Linked DNA regions of Gossypium hirsutum: region 1 is linked to region 2. The links are chromatin contacts, called in public Hi-C maps. All regions are on one chromosome and are shown on one strand. The core of a region is the stretch at or near the end of the contact, and the rest is flanking DNA. Distances in the headings are between cores, read along the strand shown.

Region 1 (5,684 bases), core at 146-2,645, 850 kb before region 2:
TATTATGTATATATACTCAAAATACTCTTTTTATGTCTTCAATACTTTTAAGTTTGTTTAGTTCTTTTGAAAGACCAGACATCTAAGCTTTCTAGCCCACCATCTAGGCCTCCACTACTTTCCAAACAGTTGAAACTTTGCGGATGGTATTAATGCACATGGTTTAATCTCTATTAGATCCGGTCACTTTCAATATCATTTTCTTTGTATATGGTTTTATGTACATGGTTTACACCGCCCGTTTCATGTAAAGTAGAGTCTTTGTTTTGTGAGAAAAAATGGAGTTCTGTTTTTAAAATTTTGATATTTTGTTGAATGGCTCTGTAAATTATTTTTTCGAAAAAATATACAGCAATTTTCATTCATACAATGTATATTTTATTTTACTTCAGCCTATATTTATAAATGGTCGGCTTTGGTTAGTGTTTTTTCCTTAAAAAAATTCAATCGATCTGTCATTTATTCGAAAATGTTAATTTAATTATTTTTTTACAAACAAATACACAATTTATGAAAATTAAAATTGTCTTTCGCAAAATGTATATATGGTGCTACACGGTTTGACTGTCGTGTTATCTATTATTGGTTAGACCTATGATATTTAAATTAGCACTCAACGATTTAATAATAATAGGTAAAAGATAAATTGTTTTTTTTTTCATATATTTTAAACGTGATATGATTATATGGTTTCTAAAATGTAAAATAAAATACGAATGTAATAACCATATATAATATGGGTTCATTTCTATATTTCCGTAAAATATGTATTTAGTTTATATATTCTGGTCAATATTAGTTTTTATATTTTTCAATTTTCATTCTTAATTCAAATAATAACAATTAAATTCTTTTGATCTAGTTATGTTATTATTAGTGTACTATGCATAACCTACGAATTTGATACTTAATTCTTCAATTTGATAGTTTTACTTCTTATATTTTTTAAAATTTAAAATTTCAGTATTTGACACAAACAGTAGCCATTATACCAATTAACTAAAATGATGCAGATTTTTTTGAGCATTATGAGAATAAAAAATTAATGACATGTAATGACATGTTTGGCATAAAATTATGAAAATAGTATAATTTAATTTAATGAATTAACATCTATATTTTAAATAAGATCAAAATTTTAAAAATTAAAAATTACAGATTTAAAATAAATAAATAAAATTATAAAAATAAAATTTCAATTTATACATAATAAAAGGACTAATAACAAAATTTTGATTTTATATCAACGTATGATATTTTGAACATGTAAATAATATTATGGATATATGAATTATCATAAGAATTACATTGTATGTTATCTTAAGGCAGTAAAGGGCAAGCCCACAACAATCCGGATGGCAGTGTTGGTGGTCCCTTGTGAAATCTGTGGGGCCAATGCTAAAGCCCAACGAAAGCTTTCACCCCAATATCTCGCTGCCCCTCTCAAGGGAAACAACCATAGAACTTGGTACTTCTTATGTGTATATGTTAGGAACTTCCTCAATATATATATTTATACATATATTTATCATATTTGAATTATTTTTTCGTATTTTTATTGTATCTAAATTACGTGAATCACATTTAGCTGAGTAAAAAAGGTGAATTTTCAAAAAAAATTTTGAGAGGTCGAAATTAAATTGTATATTTTTAAGATAGTAAAAATACAATTTTATTATTTTAATAGTCTATATTTTTATAATTTTTAAAAGATTAAAAGAAATTTTATCACTTTGGAGGGAGGAGAGCAATTTTACCATTAATAATTTTAAATTTTATAAATTATAAAGAAGCTTAAATGAAAAATTTTTCGTTTTAGGGGGCAGGGTCCCTGCCAACCTTATTGGCTTCGCTACTGGTAAAAGTACTATAAAGGCTCATATATTAGGACTCAAATTACATTTTATCTCATTTACTTAAAAAATAGACAAATTAATCTTTGTACATCATAAAAAGAGTAAATTTATCATTTTATTAAAAAATCATCGTTAAATGATGATGTGAAGATAATATTCAAGGTGGTTTTTTTATTTGAAAAAAAGACCCCTTAAAAACCAATGTTTATATTATTGAAAAAAGAAAAAAGAACTTGGGGAAAAAACTTAAAATCCAACATGTATACTATAGAAAATACTTAATTTTTTTTAATCCTAGTCATTTTTTAATTCCACTTCAATTAAAAAAATAATATAGGAAAAATTCAAATCATCACTTAACAATATAAATAAATGGAATTTATGAAGAGAACCAGTTACTATTTTATCTAATGTATAAGGACAAATTTTTTCCTATAACACAAAAATTTCAATGCTAAAATATTCACGGCGTTCCAAAATTTTATTCTGTAAGTTTTCTGAGAATGGATATTGAATTATTCTATAATTTGCTAAAATGCAAATTTATGCTGAGAAGTTTTATTAAATTAGTTGAATTAAAATTTCATAAATTAAGCTATATAGACTATGTTGGAAGAAAAGTCAAATTGGCTAGTTAAATGTTTTAGGATTAGATTTTGGATTTAGGAAATAGGGGAGGTGTTTATGTGATAAATAATATATTGCTATTTTTCCAAGGAAAATTCATGTGAAAAACAGTTTTCTCATTCTTTTGAAGGTTGCCCAAAAAGAGAGATCATGTGAGTTCTTATATTATTGAATAAAAACTATAATACCTCTTACTCGAGTTCAAACAATAACTCGGGCATAAAGATGTTACATTTAAGAACTAAAAGCACTAAACTTGAACATAATATAATTCACTTCATTTTAACCAATTTAAGCTCATTTAAAGTGGTTCAGGTCATTTCCAAGCTATCGTTAAAGTTTGGTTGGAATCGAGACTTGTTCTGGACCCTTTTGGGGCTGTTTCAAGACATTTTTAAAGCAAAACATACCAAATAGGGTGGTCTAGAATAGTAGTTTTGGTACATCTCCTATTGTACTTATACAAGTTCCCTAAAACTATTCAACGGGGCATTCTGTCTGACATGTATCGAAACAAGTCAAAATTGTTGCAAGACAAGTGTACAAGGGACCTCGAAACATGCCCAAAACACCTAAAATCAAGTCGAAACCATTACCAATCAAAATATTTTTATATGTCAAAATATAAAAAAATACCACTCAACATCATATGTATCAAGAACATCACATAGAATCCAAGTATCTCAAGTCCAAAAATAATATAAAATGAGCATGACATAGCTTTGAAACCATCAAATAACATACTAAATACATTCAATGGTTCTAATCTTATGTACATGCCACTCTAATACCAAAATATATAATCCATACTCTCCAAGTTCTTCCTTTATGATGAGATGTGGATGAGATTGACCACTTCAAAAGATACATTCAGATGATATTTACCTATGTGTTAGAAATAATGCATTAAGCTTGTGAAAACTTAGTAAGCACTTAAGAATGCAATTCTTACCTTTGAGTGCAATTAGATAAATAAATAAATGAATAAATAAGATTAACAATACTATAAGAATCTAACTAAGTTAAAAATTCATAAAAGCAACTAGCTTATTTAGCACATTTTCACTTACCATACATTCATTTCTCACTTAGCCCAAAGTAGACTTGTACGAACAAGACATACGGAATGTAAACACGAAATACATGATCATATATGTCCTAAATTTTCACGGATACTAGATGTGTTAAAATCACCAACACCAAAGTACTAAATTCATGAGCGCACTAAATATTCCTAATGGCATGCCACCTATATCCTAGAAGTTCAAAACTTGTATATTTGCATTATTATTAGTATAAACTCAATTAAATTTTCAACTATAGTTTAGTTTGCATACTCTCATATCTACATGACAATTTCCCAATTTTCAATTTAGTCCTTTACTTTATACATAAAACCACACCATAAATAATCACATATCAATTACACATCCATTAATCACTTTCATGGGTTTAACACTTATTTTACACATTATAAATATTATTAATTCAAAGCATTAGCATATTTATTTTAGTATATTTACTCATAGAAATTTAAATAGATAAGAAATAATTCTAAAGGCTTGACAATACTTCCTTCCACCTTCCTTCAAGCTTTATCTACTTGTTTTCCTTTACCCACACTTTTTGAAACTTCATCCTTACATTTCTTTGCATTTCATATCAATATCAAAAATATGAAAAAATAATATACTTAAATAATAACAGTTTCACGCCCAACAAATTAAAATAAACATGATACTAACTTTAAATAATGAGAATCTTACCTTACTTTAGAACCATAGTTTCTCACACTATCTAAATTTTCTCTCTTCAAGAATGGACAGACTACTTCTAACTTGAAATCTATGCTTGTTATCTTGTGGATAATTTGATTTAGTTAAGGCTTTCTAAATAAATTTGATGATCCATGACTTGGATGGGGTCTTTAAAGGTGATGGAGGACTAAATTGAAAAGAAAAATAAAGTTTCCTTCTTCTACAGTAAAGGAGATGCGTGAGAGAGAGGAGAACTATGGAGAAATTTCTTGTAAAGCATAGGTTTGTGCAAGTGTACACAATCGTTATCAAGTAATAAGTAAGTACAAGAGTTATTGTCTCCACAGGGACTGTATATGTTAATCAATAATTTGCAAAATTAAAGATTTACAAGTTGGTAAGTAAACATAATAAATTAGGCTAGATGATGTGAAATTAAATTAATTATCTAAATGCAAATTTACTTAAATGCAAATTGGATGAATATTGTAATGAGATGGCTTAGCAAAAAATGCACAAGCTTTAACAATAATAACATAAATGAGCTAGAACAATTACAATATTTGACTTAATTCATCCTTTATCATGTTTAACAATGTTCCACAAAATATTCAATGCCAACTTGATCTTTCATTAACTTAAAACCAATTATAAGTCCTTTTAGAATCTTATAGTTAGAAAAACATGCATACTACCATGATCATATTTAATTAATGGGTTTCTTAAAGTTTATGCGAAGTAACAAGGATGAATTAGGTTTAAAACAATTTAATTACACAAATTCAAAAGTTATGCAAGGTAATAGAGCTCTCTCGAGTTATTAGAAACCTTTAATTTAATTGGGCTACAATCTAAATTAAGCATGCATCTTTCAATTATTGCGTTCATTAATCATCATCTTACAAGGATTGATCAACTAATTATAATGCATTCAGTCACATTTTAATGAATGACATACATGCATGAGTTTTAATTGAAAGCATGAAGGATTGATGCACAAAACATCATAAACATGAATCGAATGGACTTTGTCAAATTAATGTAATCATTCTAGCTAAACAAAATTAAGCTATCATTGTTACTGAAAAAACATTAAAACAATTTCCAAACATGTTAAATAACTAAGAACAAAATAAAGATAAGAAAAAAGAAACTCTAAATGATTTCGGTAGTCCTTCAGAAATCAATTGCAGTGGCTTCCTCCAATCCTTGTGTTTGCTCCTTCGCAAAGTGCTCCTCAAGGTGGCCGGCCCAGAAAGAATTTTCTGAAGGAATTTCTAGCTAAGGAGAATGAGGATAATGGATGGCATTATGTGTGAAAAGGAGAGGAAAGTGAAGACAGAAATGAGTGACGAGGGATGTGGGATGTGAGATGAGGAAGTGAAAGGTGGTATTTATAGTGGATTGAGGGCTTGAGAGGTTGTTGAAGATTTCATGAAAATCC
Region 2 (5,345 bases), core at 849-3,348:
AATTTTGAGTGGACCTTTGAAGTGTTCTTTACAAATTTCTTCAGTAAAGTGGAATCAGACCTGTCCAGGACTGCTTTTCTGCTTTGCCTGATCAAGTCTTCCTGTCCAACCCGAAGAATATGCACACGGAATTCAAATTTGTGCACCAATTCAAAAATACAAATATCTCCAGCCTTTATCTCATTACTACGGACAAAGCTCAACCATCCACCACATAAAGTATGACTTGTATGCACTCTTGTTGTAGGCACAGAATTCACCGTCCAACAAGCTCCTTTCAGATTCCGAAGCACGATCTCAGTCTTGCAGTTTGGAAGATGTTCCATTGCAAACTGATATGGAATATTCTGTCACAAAGAATTAAAACGCAGTTGAATACATAAGCAGCTTTCAAGATGACTAAATAATAAATCCTGAAAGATCTAACTAGTTGATTCAAGACGGTAATGGCTAGAAGAATTTCCATTAGTAAGCAAAAATGTAATTATTAAAAAGATTGTCTAGCCCCTGAATTTGGAACATGTAAATGAGGGAAGTCATAATTTTCTTCTCATTTTTCCCTTACAAGTAGGAGGAACTTTTTCCCAACTGGTGCCAGAGCTAAAAGCACGATGCTCACTAGGTTAAGAAACTTGTTCAAAAGCTCCAAATGCAGAACGATTGCGATTAAGAGAAGTTTCTAGCGAGTAGAGTCATTTAATACCCTACATGTTTGCCATATAGCACGATGCTTGGTCAAATTTATGTCATGCTGGAAACAATGTCCAACACAAAAATCCAGGGCGAAACAGTGAGAAGGAAACATCTTACCAATGTATATGAGCCACTGACATTGAATCTTTTCATAATTCTTACAAAAAAGGGGAAACATGAGTTAAAAGACTGAGCCACTTTCTTCTCTTCAAATTCTCCTATCATCTGTATACAGCCACTGCCATGAAGCTTCAAGTCATCTTCTTTGCCAGTTATTTTCAGAATGGTTCCATCTGTTTCAAGAGACCAGAGACTCTGTCAAGTGGAATTTATGTAATGTAAACCACCAGTGAAGTTCCAATAAGAATCAGAATGAACATCCACAAGCATGCATAATTACAAAGGCATGAAATATCTCACATTGAGTTTCTATGTAAAGCAAATTTAACACAAATAAGTGGTATCTACGCTAACATAAGATAATGAGAACTAAACAAGAATACACATACATTGATACCATAGTTCTTACTTAGTGTTTATTAAAACAAGTTTTTATTCTTACATCATAGAAAACTGCCAAATCAATGATAAAACAACAATTCATATACAAATCTCAAATGGGAGAGGTTGATTTCTTCACCATGATTTTCATCACAGGAAGTTAATCCTTGACAACTTGTAGTAGCAAGAATCAGCTCCCGCCCACAATGTTCTTCATCACGATCGGACTCAAAAGAACTCTGTCTGATTCTCTTTAACAACTCTTCACAATCTTGATCCAATGAAACATCATCCTCCTCCCTATATCTCTTCTGCCTCACAATTCCATGAAACACGCTACCAGCTTGACTGCATTTACAATGAAAAGCAACTTCTTTCTCGCAACTGCTTTGATCAAACACTTTGACATCGAAAACCAAGTCACCATCATACCTAAAAACCAAAATTTCACCGCATTCTAGGCTATGGTCTGCTACGAAATCAGCCCATCCTTCATCAAATAATAAGTCATCATTTCTTTGAACTAATTTAACATTCCAACTATACCCACTTGGTCCTTTTAACAAAACTGACCCAGAACCTCTTCCCTCCAAGTTTCTATTAAATCCCACTGGAATTCTCTGTTAAAATATCACCCATCACTCGAAGGTAAATAAAACTAACTAATCTAAAATGGAATTCATAACAATATTTACACTAAACCCTAATTTGAATAGGAAAAAAAAAGGTGTAGAATACCAGGCTGTTAGCACTTGAAGTAGAGGAGAAGACATTGAGAAAATGCGGTCGCCTCGGCTTCGACATCGCTGTTGCTGGCTTTGATATGCTTTACACTCATCGACAATGTTAATTCAGACCCATATTTTGAACCTTCTGAAGCGGAAGAGAGTTTTTTTTTTTTTTTTTCTTAGAAACCTATTGTTTGGGTTGGGTTGTTATCTTATCCGAGTTGGATGCGGTTGTGTCACACGTATCTTTTTGACTCATTGATCAAAGCGAGTTTCTTTCAAACAATCATACCAGCGCGTTGAAATGACGCTGATTGTTATTAAGTGAAACCTGCCATGTCAGACGTGAGCGAGCTTTGGATCCAACACTATGCAATTTCTATAGTTGTTAAGGCCCAATTTATTTATGTGCAGATTTATTAATTTAATTTTAGTAAATTTATTAATGTTCAAATTTAATTTCGATGTTCTTAACAAAGTTTTTCACCCCTATCAACCATAATTGGAGTGTCATAGTTTTATTTTTTTTCATTTCTATAAAAAAAATTATTTTAACCATCCAAAATGGATGAAAGTATCAGTATTTGTTAATTTTACTTATGAGACATCCACGTGGATTATTACATATATGTTATATTAACAATTAATTAAACTTTTTAAGATTAAAAATATTAAAAAATATTTTTTTATTTTTTTAAATTTTTAAATGACTAATTAATTGATAATGTGACATCTACATAACAACTCTCGTATATATCATATCAGTAAAGTTAACAAATACTAATATTTTTATTTATTTTAAGATGATTTGACAAACAAAGCAAATTTAAAATTAAAAATGATGAAAAAATATATCAAAAACTTTTTTTATAAAATTGGAGTGTCAAATAAATTATTATTTATTTTTTTAATTATAAAATTTTATTAATATGGCTTTCATTCAAAAAAAAAATCTTACTAGTTAGAGGTGTTTATAATGGCTTACACCACAGGATTAACTCAAGAATACAGACAATGCATGATCCATTACTCATTTTTAGTACCATGGCATGGAACTTATAGTGTTACGGATACCAATTCTCGTATAAGAGGCAACCGAGAAGTTAACTCTTTATAAATCCTTTCATCACTATTATAGCATATCAGTGAGTGACTAGTAACGGATTACCAACAAAAATAACATGTAAAAAGCAACCACTCAGAACGACGGATTTCTAACAAAAATGTGACAGGAATCATATTCTGTCACAATTACGGTCACAATATTTTGATATTATCTCTCAACAACCCATTGTAACAGAAATTCCCGTTACAAATTGAAATTATACATAATGACAAATTTTGTAACAGACTTGTGACCGGTTTAATTAATTAAATTATTTTTTAAAAGCAATTTTTTAATTGACTTACATATTTAATTAATTACTTTTAAAATAAATTTATAAATTTATTTTAAAAAATCATATATAATATAACAACATACATAGATTATATATACGATTAGTGGTGCACTCTTTTTTTTTCATTTAATTTTTATAATTATAATTAAATATATTTTTAAAGTGCAAATGATCGTTTCTTAATTTTTTCATTTGATTGTGTCTTAATTTCTTAAAACCAAAACGTTATATATAATACAAAATATTATATATTTATACTTTTTTACTTAAAAAATATAAAAAAAATTATTTATTGAAATGGGATTGCTTACCTATTATTTACAAAAAAAATTAGGCAGATAGAACGGTGATTCCACGGTGTCGCCTGAGCAATCGGTGGCACCACCCTCATTTGGCAACCATCATTATGTCAATGATTAGTAAATAAAAATAATAACTATTTTTTGGTGTCTCCTGAGCAACCGATAGCATCGGTATGTATTTCTCCTTTAAAATATTGTCCTATTTATATTGTCAAAGGAAAAATATATATTTTTAATGGTCATAAATTAATAATTAATAATTATTTTATTTTTAAATAAAAAAGTTAAAATACCCGGTTTTGATAACTGAACCTATGACCAACTTGATGGCCTGCCACCGACATAACAGATCAGTCACGGTTCAGCTCCCAAAACCGAATATTTAGATTTTTTTGTTTAAATTATATGTATGTGTATATATATATATATATTAAAAATTCATTAAAAAAAGACTAAGAATTCCTAGCCACAAACAATCGAAAAAAAAAGTCCCCCGCCAGAAAAAAAGGTATTTTTATATTTTTATAATATTAAATTATTTAGATTTTAGATTTGTAATAGTAATATTTTTTAATAATCATTATTTGTTATAAATATTACTTTATTATGGATGTCCATAACTCTCAAAGTTGTAACCTCCATTGTAGCATCCCCCAATGGATTATGAAGGTTTTATGTAGTAATTAAACCTCTATTTATTCTTTATAACTTAAAGGATTGTATTATGTTAGAAGGTCTATAAATAGAGGTAGTACAAGGCTTATAGTGATGCACAATAAATGAAATAAAAAGTTTTCTTATTTATCTTCTATTGTATTTTCTCTTTAGTTTGTTTTTTCCTTTGGTTATTTCATAACACGTTATCAGCACGAGCTTCTACGAGTTCATAGTGAAGTTCATGTCATTTCGACTTTATATAATTTGCCCGTATAACTCCCGTTAAACTATATACGATATACGTATTTTCATAATTCTTTTATTTTATTTTCTAGATGAAATATTTGCTTTGGGTAACATTTGCACATTTATTTTTACAACTAAAGTCTAATAATGATAATTATATATACATGGTTTTTTTTATTAAAAGAAATTTCAATTAATTTAATTTGGTATATATAATTGAATTATTTTACGATTGAGAATACTTATTATTTTACTAATATTTTTTTATTCAAGTGATTATAATGTCAAATCTTGCCAAACTTGAATTTGCGGCCTTAGACATCTCAGGGAAGAATTATTTGTCATGGGTGTTAGATGTTGAAATTCACCTAGATGCTAAAGGTCTAGGAAATACTATATTAGCATATAAAGAAGTATCTAATCAAGATAAGGCAAAAGCAATAATTTTCATCCCTCATCATCTGCATGAAGGATTAAAAGTGGAATATCTCAATGTGAAAAACCCTCTTGAGTTGTGAAAAAATTTAAAAGAACGATTTGACCATCAGAAAACTGTGATACTCCCTAAAGCTCGTTATGATTGGATGCACTTACGGTTGCAAGATTTTAAGACTGTAAGTGAATACAATTCAAAACTTTTCAAAATTAGTTCTCAACTAAAATTATGTGGAGAAAACATAATTGATGAGGACTTGTTAGAGAAAACATTTTCAACCTTTCACGCTACTAATGTGCTCCTGCAGCAGCAATACAGTGAAAAAAGTTTTAAAAGGTATTCTGAATTGATTTCATGCCTTTTGGTGGCTGAACAAAATAAT

Evidence for each region. A called contact is a pair of places that touch in the nucleus more often than the background predicts.
Region 1: a contact with region 2 is called in a Hi-C map of leaf, with 2.4 times the contacts expected there. The contact joins the enhancer-like site here to the promoter of LOC107886424 in region 2. A contact is called at or near these places in 2 of 34 Hi-C or Micro-C datasets (callus and leaf).

The regions. Positions count from the first base shown.
Region 1 is chrA03:83,202,307-83,207,990 of Gossypium_hirsutum_v2.1, reverse strand. It overlaps LOC107959976 (plant UBX domain-containing protein 7), which reads left to right. Exons shown (of 9, transcript XM_016896167.2): 9 at 1-173. Among protein-coding and RNA genes, the nearest start is that of LOC107959976, 7.1 kb to the left of the region's middle. Within about 2 kb of position 1,395, at least 1 of the 9 cell types and tissues checked has an H3K27ac peak or open chromatin away from gene starts, as enhancers often do. A contact at or near this core is called in leaf, where this site is marked.
Region 2 is chrA03:82,348,493-82,353,837 of Gossypium_hirsutum_v2.1, reverse strand. LOC107886424 (B3 domain-containing protein Os11g0197600) reads right to left here and starts at 2,098. Exons shown (of 7, transcript XM_016810377.2): 1 at 1,933-2,098; 2 at 1,334-1,814; 3 at 811-986; 4 at 1-347. The coding sequence starts at 1,998.